Linked DNA regions of Pan troglodytes: region 1 is linked to region 2. A link is a contact called in public Hi-C data. All regions are on one chromosome and are shown on one strand. Each heading gives the region's core, a stretch centred on a gene start, on an enhancer-like site or on the middle of the called end of the contact. The rest is flanking DNA. Distances are from core to core; before and after follow the strand shown. Region 1 holds the start of SMAD4 (SMAD family member 4). Region 2 holds the start of ME2 (malic enzyme 2).

Evidence for each region. A called contact is a pair of places that touch in the nucleus more often than the background predicts.
Region 1: a contact with region 2 is called in a Hi-C map of stem cell-derived neural progenitor cells, with 3 times the contacts expected there. The contact joins the promoter of SMAD4 here to the promoter of ME2 in region 2. A contact is called at or near these places in 1 of 7 Hi-C or Micro-C datasets (stem cell-derived neural progenitor cells) and 1 of 1 datasets of contacts at active chromatin or transcription factors (stem cell-derived excitatory neurons).

The regions. Positions count from the first base shown.
Region 1 is chr17:61,088,150-61,093,213 of NHGRI_mPanTro3-v2.0_pri, reverse strand. SMAD4 (SMAD family member 4) reads right to left here and starts at 3,370. Exons shown (of 13, transcript XM_054671788.2): 1 at 3,219-3,370. LOC107969495 (a long non-coding RNA gene) reads left to right here and starts at 2,937. Exons shown (of 3, transcript XR_008540634.2): 1 at 2,937-3,045.
Region 2 is chr17:60,937,166-60,942,393 of NHGRI_mPanTro3-v2.0_pri, reverse strand. It overlaps ME2 (malic enzyme 2), which reads right to left and starts at 3,835. Exons shown (of 16, transcript XM_024350844.3): 1 at 3,143-3,835.

The DNA of each region.
Region 1 (5,064 bases), core at 2,121-4,620, 150 kb before region 2:
AAAAAAATCGCTGGATTAAAAATGAAAAAAATGGTTAGTCATGAACTAGAGAGGTACAAAATGAAGTAAGTCTAAACATCGACAAAACAACATGTTTTCACCAAAATAGGCAAAAATTTAGACAAGCCGAAATATGCAGTTTAAATATAATGAACCCTACAGATTCTGTAGGGTTAACCTCCCTAGCAGAGGCCTCAGTAACTCACACCTCAATTAGAATAGTGTCTAATGATGTTACTATAACACTGGCTCAATCAGAAAAAAACTGCTTCCAAGTGGGAGAGCTGGAGTGTGACTGGGCAGCATAAATTAGGTTAATTCTCGCTCCTTAATTTGCGGGGAGAAAGAAAAACTGAAGGGGAATACAGAAAAAGAATCCACACACAATCGCTCGACTAAAATGTAGCTTAAGAAAGTGAAGCACAGGTTTTTAAAAGTAAGATTTGCTGCTTCCTAGTAGAGGGAGAATTGCTTCAAACAGCAAAGCTATCATAAAAGATCAATCATTCATGTAAAACTTATTCCAAAATATTTCAAAGTGACTTTCTCGGCACAAATTTTCATTAAGTCTGAAAAACAGATTTGCAGTGTGGTTTCTTCTAAACTCAAGATTTACAATGAAGGCAGTGACCTAAACAGAAACATACACTCCCACTTCAAAAATAAAAAAAACGAAGATGCAATACTTCTTTAAAACTCGCCCAAAAACCTGGAAAGCAAAGAAAAAGCCACTTCTATTAATAGAGTCACAAAATGTTATAACGACTTTTATCAAAAGAAGCTTTTAGTTTTAATTCCAACAACTTAAACCTACATAATTCACCATCGTCTTTAGACCTAAAGCTACTCCAAATTACAAATGCTTGGTCCATCTCTATTACATTTGTTCTGTAACAAACCCATTTAAGTAAACAAAATCATGACAGCATTATGGAAGAAACACTAATTTTAAAAACCGTATTTTTAAATGTTAATCATTTTACAGTTTGGAATATTATGTACTAATCATATCAGAACTTTCCAATATAGAGAAAGTCCTTAGCATTAGAAAAAAGTTACATTTTAGAACTTCCTAGATTTCAACTGAAATATATATTATCTAGTCTCTGCAGGGTATGGCAAAAGTAATTTATGAAATCCACCATAAAAATTATTCAAATGCCATGTTCTAAATATAATTACGAAATTACGCATCTTTTTTTTTTTTATACTAAATGGTTTTTGCCAGCAAAAAGGAGTGAACCCACTTCTTAAAACACCCGAGTAACCAAGCTGCTACTAAGACTAGAAGGATGCTAATTCTGGCAAAAGTCAAAGGTTACTAACAAAAATTAGCTAAGATTATATGTTTGCAGAAAGTCAATTCAGGGTAATTCCGCTATTATCCTGTTGTGTTTATTATTCCTAAATAACTGGCAATTCCACCTTAAACTACGGTGCAAAAACTAAATGCATTAAGAAACTAATTTGGAAATAAATGTGTTTTTTTAAATAAAAACAAACGTACTTAGGTTTTTGAAGGGAAACAGCTATCAATCTTCAACAGGGCTTTTTAAAGCCTCTGCACCAGCAAATAAACCTTTCAGGTTAACTGAACACACTTGTGTCTTTGAAAATCTAGTTTGAGAAATCCTAACAGCAGTTTGGGACAAGTGATGGAGCCACCGCCCTCCACCCTACACCAATTTCACTGTCAGTACATGCAGTGCTAACAGTAAGATCAGCTGTGTCTTTTATTAGGAAGCATGTTTTATTGGGGGCAAGGAGGGATTCAGTTAGGTGCTAAGCATGTGTCCTGCATACCACTGTCACTCTCAGTACTCAAAAAGTAAACATATCAAAGCCAGAAGCGTAAACTGGCATGACAAGACTAGGAAGAGAAAGTAGGGGACAAAGACAAAACAGAAATTGGCTGGAGAAAATAAATTTAGACAAACAATTTACAACTTTCACTTAGACCCTAAGGCAACACATTCCAGCCGACCCAACGCGCTCAGCCGGGGCGACCGTGAAACTACTGAGAACAACAAAGAGGAGCGGCGGCCGCGGCAGGAGTCCCGTCCGAGTTTAACTTGATTCTCCCACGAGCTGCAAGCGGAGCTGGGGGCCGGAGGGACGCGAGGCACCGCCGCCCGGCATTCAACCGGCCCGCCCGGCCCGGCTCGTAAGGCGGCCGCGGTCGCCCTCCCAGAGGATTCCGCGCGCTCCCCGCCGCCGCCGCCGCCGCCGCCGTCGTCGGGAGCCCGCCCCGGGGCGGGGAAGCCGCGGGCGGGGTGCGCGGGCCCGGCCGGGGGAAGGGGAGGGGACATGGCGCGGTTACCTGGGCTCTGGCGGTGGCGAGGGGAGTCCGCTCTCCCGCCGCTGCTGGTCCGCGGACGCACCGGGCCCGTAGCTTTCCCCGGCGGCCCGGAGAGCTCCTCGGCCCCCGCCCCGAGGCGTCTCGGCCAGGCCGCCCCTCCTCAGCGCCGCGCCGCTGCCCGCGCGGGCCGGACCGCCTCGAGCTCCCGGGCCGCCCTGCGGCGGGGGGCCTCTCTCGCTGGGCGCCTGGCTCCCCTCACCCGCTCCCACCCCCTGGGCGGCCGCGGAGCCTAGGGGAGAGCAGGAAGGGCCTCCCGAGGAGAGCGGGAGGGCGCGAACGCAGGCTCCGCCACCCAAACCGCTCCGTTACCGCAGCGGCGACGACGACCAGGGCCGTGTTGTTGCTGCCAACTTGTCGAGAGGCCACTGAGCATGCGCGCGCGGGGACCACATCCGGGTAATTTCAGGGTTTGGCCCTTTTCCCCCGCAGCTTTCCTTTCTCCCGGCTGCCCCCGCCTCCCGCCCCGAGTGACGGGGAGGGTCGCTCTGCGCAGGCGCCTACAGGGCAGCGCCAGCCGGCGGGCGGCTCTGAATCTGGACCTGGGCCTGGGCCTGGGCCTGGGCCTGGGCCTCAGCGCGGGCGGAGGCGAAGGCCTGTTTGAGGGAGTGGTCGCCAGGGAAATTGGCATCTGGTTGCAAAAAAGTACCCAAGGAGCGCGGGAGAGCTCGGCGTAGAGTGGGCGTCCAGTAAGTGTTTATAAATAGCTATTAGCCCGGCCTTTGTTGTTTTTTTGTTTTGTTCTGTGTTGAGGACCTGCGTAGGCACAAAAATTGGCCTTCAACAGCCAGTCGACAGCTCTGGGGAGAAGGTGGCTAGGTTGTAGGAGTTCACTTCGGGAAGAAACAGACGCTGGCGGCACCTTCCTTCTCTTTCTGGCAGCCCCGAATCACGAGCCCCAGAGGTGTTTACACTCGAGAGACGCACAGGACAGTCAAGGAATCACATATTGAAGAGCCTTGCCAGGCGTTGCAAGTGTGAGTGGATTTTGTTGGAAGAGATGTAGGCGCACTCTCGGAGCTGGAGGGGAACTTCGAATCCTACGACACACCTGTTAACTAGGTTACCTGTTTGTTTGGTGGGGGAAGGCATAGGCTCTGCTTTTGACTTTATGCCTCTTTTATTTCACATTTTTTACAAGACGCATGCATTTCTTTTTCATTTAAAACGCATTAATGATTTATTTTCACCAACCAGGAACTACTTGGGAACTACTTTTAGTCCCTCCAAAACCAATGATTAGCCAGTTCTAAAGTCATTTCTTAGGTCACGTCGCCCAGAAAATCTCTACACCCACCGTACGCCTTCACCACTCATACTCAGTGCTTCATTCTATCCTCCACATCACCGCCTGGGCCATTCCCTCTTTTACCAGAAAGCCCCTAAAGCTCCAAACTGGTGTTCTCTTACCCCTGGGGTTTATGGAGACCAGTTTTAAGGGAATTCATTTCCACATCTTCCATTGCTATATATTCTATTTTCTAAAATTGCCCAGCTTGAGAAAGGAGCTGAGGACACAGCATCCCCTTTCAAAACTGTCCTCCCACCTTACAAAAGAAAGTCAAAATTCTCACCCACTACTAAGGTGCATGGGATCAATGCAGAACCTCCCCAGCAATCCAAAAGGGACAATTCAAAAATCGGTATCTATGCTGAGAAAGTAAATGACCTTAGTGAATGGATATTAAATTATTTTTCAAGTCAGATAGTTTTCAAATCTTTTCTGTCAACAAAACTGAAGGAAGATCTGTCAGCTGATAGATTACAAAACATGATTTGGTAACAGATCAATATGTGAATCTTAGGTAATATACCTCAGAAGAAGTTTTTAAGAAATTGAGACATTGTTATAACTAAACTTCTTCTGTTCCGTCTGTATTAGTTACCTATTGCTGTATAACAATCTCACCACAAATATAGAAGCTTAAAACAACAAACATTTATGATCTTACAGATTCTCTGAGTCAGGATTCCAGGCATGGCTTAGCTGGGTCCTCTACAAAGTGAGGCTGGAACAAAGGATCTGCTTCCAAGTTCATGTGGTTGTTGGCACCATTCAGTTCCTTGCAGGCTACAGGACTGAGGGCCTTAGTCCCTTGCAGGCTGTTGGCTGGAGACCCCCTCTGTTCCTTGCCATGTGGTGCTCTCCATAGGGAAGCTAACAATATGGCAGCTTGCCTCTTCGAAGCCAGCAACGGGAAGAGTCTCAGCAAGACACTGGTTTCAATCTTATGTAACATCATCACATACACAGTATCACTCATACTCTGTCACCTTTGCCATACATTGCTGGCCAGAAGCAAATCACAGGCGCCACCTACACTGAAGGGGAAGGAAACACACAAAAGCTTGAACACCAGGAGGTGGGAATCATATGGGGCCTCTTTAGAGTCTACCACACCATCTATTTATTTATGCAAATAATATTCCCTGTAAGCTCAACCTCTTCTCAGAATTTCCCTTCAGGTTCCCTTCACCTTTTTACTTAAGGAAACCCAACTTTGCCCTGGGACACTGCTCCTCCTTCCACCTCTCAAGTAGTGGCAACTGTGTTTTCTTTCTTTTTTTTTTTTTTTTTCATTTTTAAAATAGATCAGTTTTATTCTGCCAGTTCCATAAAAACAATGTAAACGCAAGCGTTCTGTACATCTTGCTGGTGAATTCACATAACGTTTAGTTCCCTGATCCTTGACCTCCTCGTCTTCTCC
Region 2 (5,228 bases), core at 2,586-5,085:
ATATACATATTATTAATAGTGTCAAGCCTTTAGAGTTTTACAATAGCATCACTATAAAGAGCTTGACTACTTGATTTCAAAGTTTGCTTTAAAAACCCCATACGAAATAGTCTAGCAGAGTGGTCAAAGGGCAAGTTCTGGAGTCAAACTGCCTGGATTTAAATCCCGTGGCAAACACCTGTAATCCCCAGCACTTTGGGAGGCCAAGGTGGGTGGGTTGCTCGAGCTCAAGAGTTCCAGGTCAGCCCGGGCAACATGACAAAACCCCATCTCTACAAAAAATTTATAAACTAGCTGGGGGTAGTGGCACACACCCGCAGTCCTGGCTACTTCGGAGGCTGAGGCAGGAGGATGGCTTGAGCATGGGAGGTTGAGGTTGCAGTGAACCATAACAGCACCACTGCACTCTAGCCTAGGTAAAAGTGAGACCCTCTCTCAAAAACAAAAACAAAACAAAATAAATCCTGGCTTTGCCATTTGCTAGCTCTGTGATGCTGAGTAAATCACAACCTCCCCAATTCGCATTTTCTCATCAGTAAAATGGGAAAGTTAAACTAGAAGACCTATTTAATAGGTTGTTTTAAGATTTAAATTAGATAATCCATTAAGATGCTTATCACAATGCCCTCTAGGTGCTCTAGAAAGGCTAGTTATCATAAGCATTACTATTAGTAGTTGTAGACTAAGGTGGTCACAAGGTGCCTTCTAAATGCCTGCTTGTTTCTGCATCAACATCTTTTAATGATCAAATTAATATAAGAGGCTATAAGGATAATCATGATTAACATTTATTCAAAATATTTCAAATCAAATCTCAAAGTCAAGAATGAGAATCTGGATGGCATACAAATACAGGCAACATCAAATGTCATCCTAAACAAGTATATACAGAATATATTTTTTATCACTTTTGAAATTTGTACATATTGATCAAAGGAGGTATAATATGCCACCATAAAATCAAAATCGTAACTTTCAAATAAAAGTTAATTTCTAATAAAAGTTATCTTTTTATAAAGTCAATGTAATTTTTATTTAGTGTGAATTTTGTCCTGTAACATTAATCCTTAGTAAATATAGGTTTTAATGTTATTTGTGTTTTAAAATATGGCTAGTTCACCGGGCATGGTGGCTCACTCCTGTAATCCCAGCACTTTGGGAGGCCGAAGGAGGTGGAGCACTTGAGGTCAGCAGTTCGAGACCAGCCTGAAAAACATGGTGAAACCCTGTCTCTACTCAAAATACACACACACACAAATTAGCCGGGCATGGTGGTGCATGCCTGTAGTCCCAGCTACTCAGAAGGCTGAGGCAGAAGAAGCGCTTGAACGCGGAAGGCGGAGGTTGCAGTGAGTGGAGATCGCAACACTGCACTCCAGCCTGGGCAACAGGAGCAAAACTCCGTCTTAAAGAGAATAAAATATGTCTAGTTTGTCTGAAATTCATCAAAATCAATTAGAGTTTTTAACTTAATATACAGATTATACATATATAGCTATAAGTTTTTAATTTTACAAAAGAAGTTCCCAAATGGTAAATGGGTTTTTTCCTTTATGAATATTTTGTTTTCATAAATATATTAAAAGACAAAAACATATAAACACCCTCTAAGGGTGTCACCCATAAGCAGTTCTCAGGAATAGCTACTAAGCATAAATACATTATTCTCAAGAGAATATTTCTACAGAAGCATAGCCCAACATTTCCTATTAATGCATGATAAAAGTCATATTAGGAGCTAGGCGCGGTCGCTAACGCCTGTAATCCCAGCACTTTGGAAAGTCAAGGTGGGTAGATCACTTGAGGTCAGGAGTTCGAGACCAGCCTGGCCAATATGGTGAAACCCCTGTCTCTATTAAAATTACAAAAATTAGCTGCCCTCAGGTGATCCACCCACGTCGGCCTCCCAGAAGTGCTGGAATTACATGCGTGAGCCACCGCGAACGGCCTATATGTATGTTTTTAAAAACAACTGTTTCTCTCATCTAATTTACAGAATATTTGTAAATTGAAAATCAAAATTATGGGTACAACATCGCAATTAGCTTAACAACATGAGCAATGCTTAAGGAGCATACACGTTTAAGGGAGTGGGGGTGGAGGATGCAGCTATGAAGTTAGACCACTTGAGTTTGAATCTAGGCTTTGTCACGTTAAAACTGTTGTCTTAGGCAAGTTACTTAACCTACCTAAACCTTAGTTTCCTGGTTTGTAAACTGGAGGCAGTAACAGTATCAACCTCAAAGGGTTATTTTGAGATAATCCGTGAAGAAACTAGCGCTCTGCCTGTCACTAGCAATTAATACATGCTACTATTGTTATCGTTATCAACTGCAACACTAACAGAAATAGCAATGCCCACCTCTTTGCTTAGAGGTGATAGCCACAAGCATCAGGAAGGTAAATCCACAGACAGAAGATGATAAAACGTTTTGTAAGAAAGCACGTGATAATTTGATCACGCTTCTCACCACAAGCAACGTAAATTTTCTAGAATTATCTCTGGAACCAAAAAAGAAAGTCCAAACCTAGGACCACCTAGGTAACACCACATGCAGAGATAGTTATCGCCAGCGTGAAAGAAACACCTGCCAATCCCGGTCCACAGATGGCATTTCATAATAGACGGAATCGGTCCAATCTCAGAACTCTCCAGCCCGCAGCAAGTCTTTTTTTAAAGGGAGGAGCCACACACACAGCCTAACTCCTGCCGTTAACTCGGCCCGACTGAATAAAGGAGATAGACTTGCCAAAGGGTTTCCAGCCACAGAAGTCCTTTTGTGGAGGGGTGCAGAAAGAGCGAGAAAGAGATGCTGGCGTTTGGAGGCCCAGGGCCTCGCTCCCGGGCGAGAGCGGGGCGCCCAGGCACCAGCGGGCGGAGGAACCTGGAAATCGCGCGCCGGGTAGAGCCGCGGCCGCTGGAACCTGGGTCGCCGCGATGTAGCCGGTCCCTCGCCCTCAGCCCAGACTCCGCGGACCGTTTCCCTTCCCCCAGCCCCCACCTCCAGGCCGGCAACGGCGGGGGCCGCACGCGCGGAGGCCGGAGACGCGGCAGCGCTGGGCTCTCGGGGCCGGGCCAGGGGAGGCCGGCGCCCGCTCCTCTCCCGGACCCCCGCCCGGGCCCCACCGCGCCGGGCCTTACCAGAGGTCTCGCGCCGCGACAGGTGGTACACCCGGCGGAGAGGCCGCGCCCTGCCGCCCGCCCTGGCGATGCTCAGCTCCCGCGCCGCCCGGCCCTCCCCTTCTGCGAGCCTCCCGGAGCTGCCGTCAGCTCAGGCTCACACTGGCGCGGGCGGCCCCACACCCAGAGGCGGCCCGAAGAGCGGCCGGGTGAGGGGAGGGCGCGAGGAGCCGGCCAGCCGCGGGGCCGGGAAGGCGTGGCCCACGGTGGAGACGGACGGGCTCGCGGGCCAATGGGAGGCAGGAACCGGCCGGAGGGGCGGGCTCCGTCTGGAGGCTTAGCTGCCGGCGCCGGGGTTCCTGTCCTCCGCGCCTTCCTCAACCCAGCTCCTGGAGGTTACGGTTCTGAGGCGGGGCGGGCGGCCTCGTGGACGCGATGCTGAGGATGTGAGAAGTGCAGTGCAGAGAAGGAGGTGGAGCTCCGCCGCTCCATGAAGGAAGCCGGGGCTGGCCGACCGCGCCCCCAGCACTCCTGGCCCGGGGGTCCCAGTCTCCGAACCCGCGGAGAACAGGGAAGCTGGGAGTTGGGGTCTGTCCTGCCTGAGCCACAGAGGAAGGGGGAGAACAGGAGGGCAGGAGACGGCAAAGGAAGGAGGAAGAGGACCCAGGAAATGCGAGGCTTCCGCACTTCAGCGACGCTTTCACTTTCCGAGCTGTTTTGTGTGCAAAGGACTTGCTCTTCTGCAGAATTCTTTGCCACTCCTCATGGCTACTGGCAAGGTTATTTGCCTGCGGTGAATTTACCAATCACCTCCACTGTCACAGTCACCATAAATAGATGTTCAATGTTCTGCCTCAGAAAAGCACCGGAACACTTAATTGTCTTGTCCTTGAAAGCAGCAGGGACCGTGCCTTCCAACATCCCTACCCCCGCCCTCCCAACGGTTGTGACATGGGAGGATATTTCTTCACCCTTATTTCAGAAAATGTTATCACCCAAAACTCTTTACTATAATGAGCTTGTGTACTCTTAAAACAAGGCATGGTAATGACAATTTCAAAAATAAGATGTAAAATATAAAAAAAGAGGCAAGGCAGAATAAAATTAAAAGTGATGGAAATGTAGGATTGAGAAGATGGAGTGGAAGTAGGGAAGAGTGAATTGCTCCCTCCTAAACTCTGACAATTAAATAAAATCTGGGGCAATCGCCCCTCTCTGAACATTGAAGGGTGGGGCCTGTGAGGAGGAAACTCCAGTTAGGTGATAATCCAGAAGTGTGGTTGCTATAATAACCACCGCAGGCAAGGAGAGGTTATAAATATGCATGACCTAAAGTAACTCTGCTTGCCAGGAACTTACAAGATGCAGCAGGTTGGATGAAGGAAACTAAACATTACCAGTGTCTTTCTACATAAACGCTTCATTAGTAGAGGTCAAATTCTTTGTCTTTGAAAGACAGTTGTGGGGGTGTTGGGGGGTAGATGGGGAATGGGGAGATGTTGGTCAAAGGGTAAAAAGTTTCAGGAGTAAGTTTTAGAAATATCGCACAGCATGGTGACTATAGTTCATAATGTATATTTCGCAATGGCTGAAAGAGTAGATTTAAAATATTCTCACCAAAAAGAATTAAGTATGTAAGGTGATGGATATATTAGCCTAATTTGATCATTCCACAATGTATTGAAACATTACATTGTATCCCATTGCATTAAAGTATATACATTTTTTTTCTTTCGAGATGGAGTCTTGCTCTGTCGCCCAGGCTGGAGTGCAGTGGCGTGATCTTGACTCACCAAAACCTCCGCCTTGCAGGTTCAAGCGATTCTTTTGACTCAGCCTCCCAAGTAGCTGGGATTACAGGCACCCGCCACCATGCCTAGCTGATTTTTGTGTTTTTAGTAGAGCCGGGGTTTCTCACCATGTTTCCCAGGCTAGTCTCGAATTTCTGGCCTCAAGTGATCTGCTTGCTTCGGCCTCCCAAAGTGCTGGGATTACAGGCATGAGTCACCCGCGCCCGACCATAATTATATACAATTGTTTGTCAATTTAAAGAATTTAAGGACAGTTTGTCCTACATTCGAATAATCCCAGATTGAAAGTTGTAGAG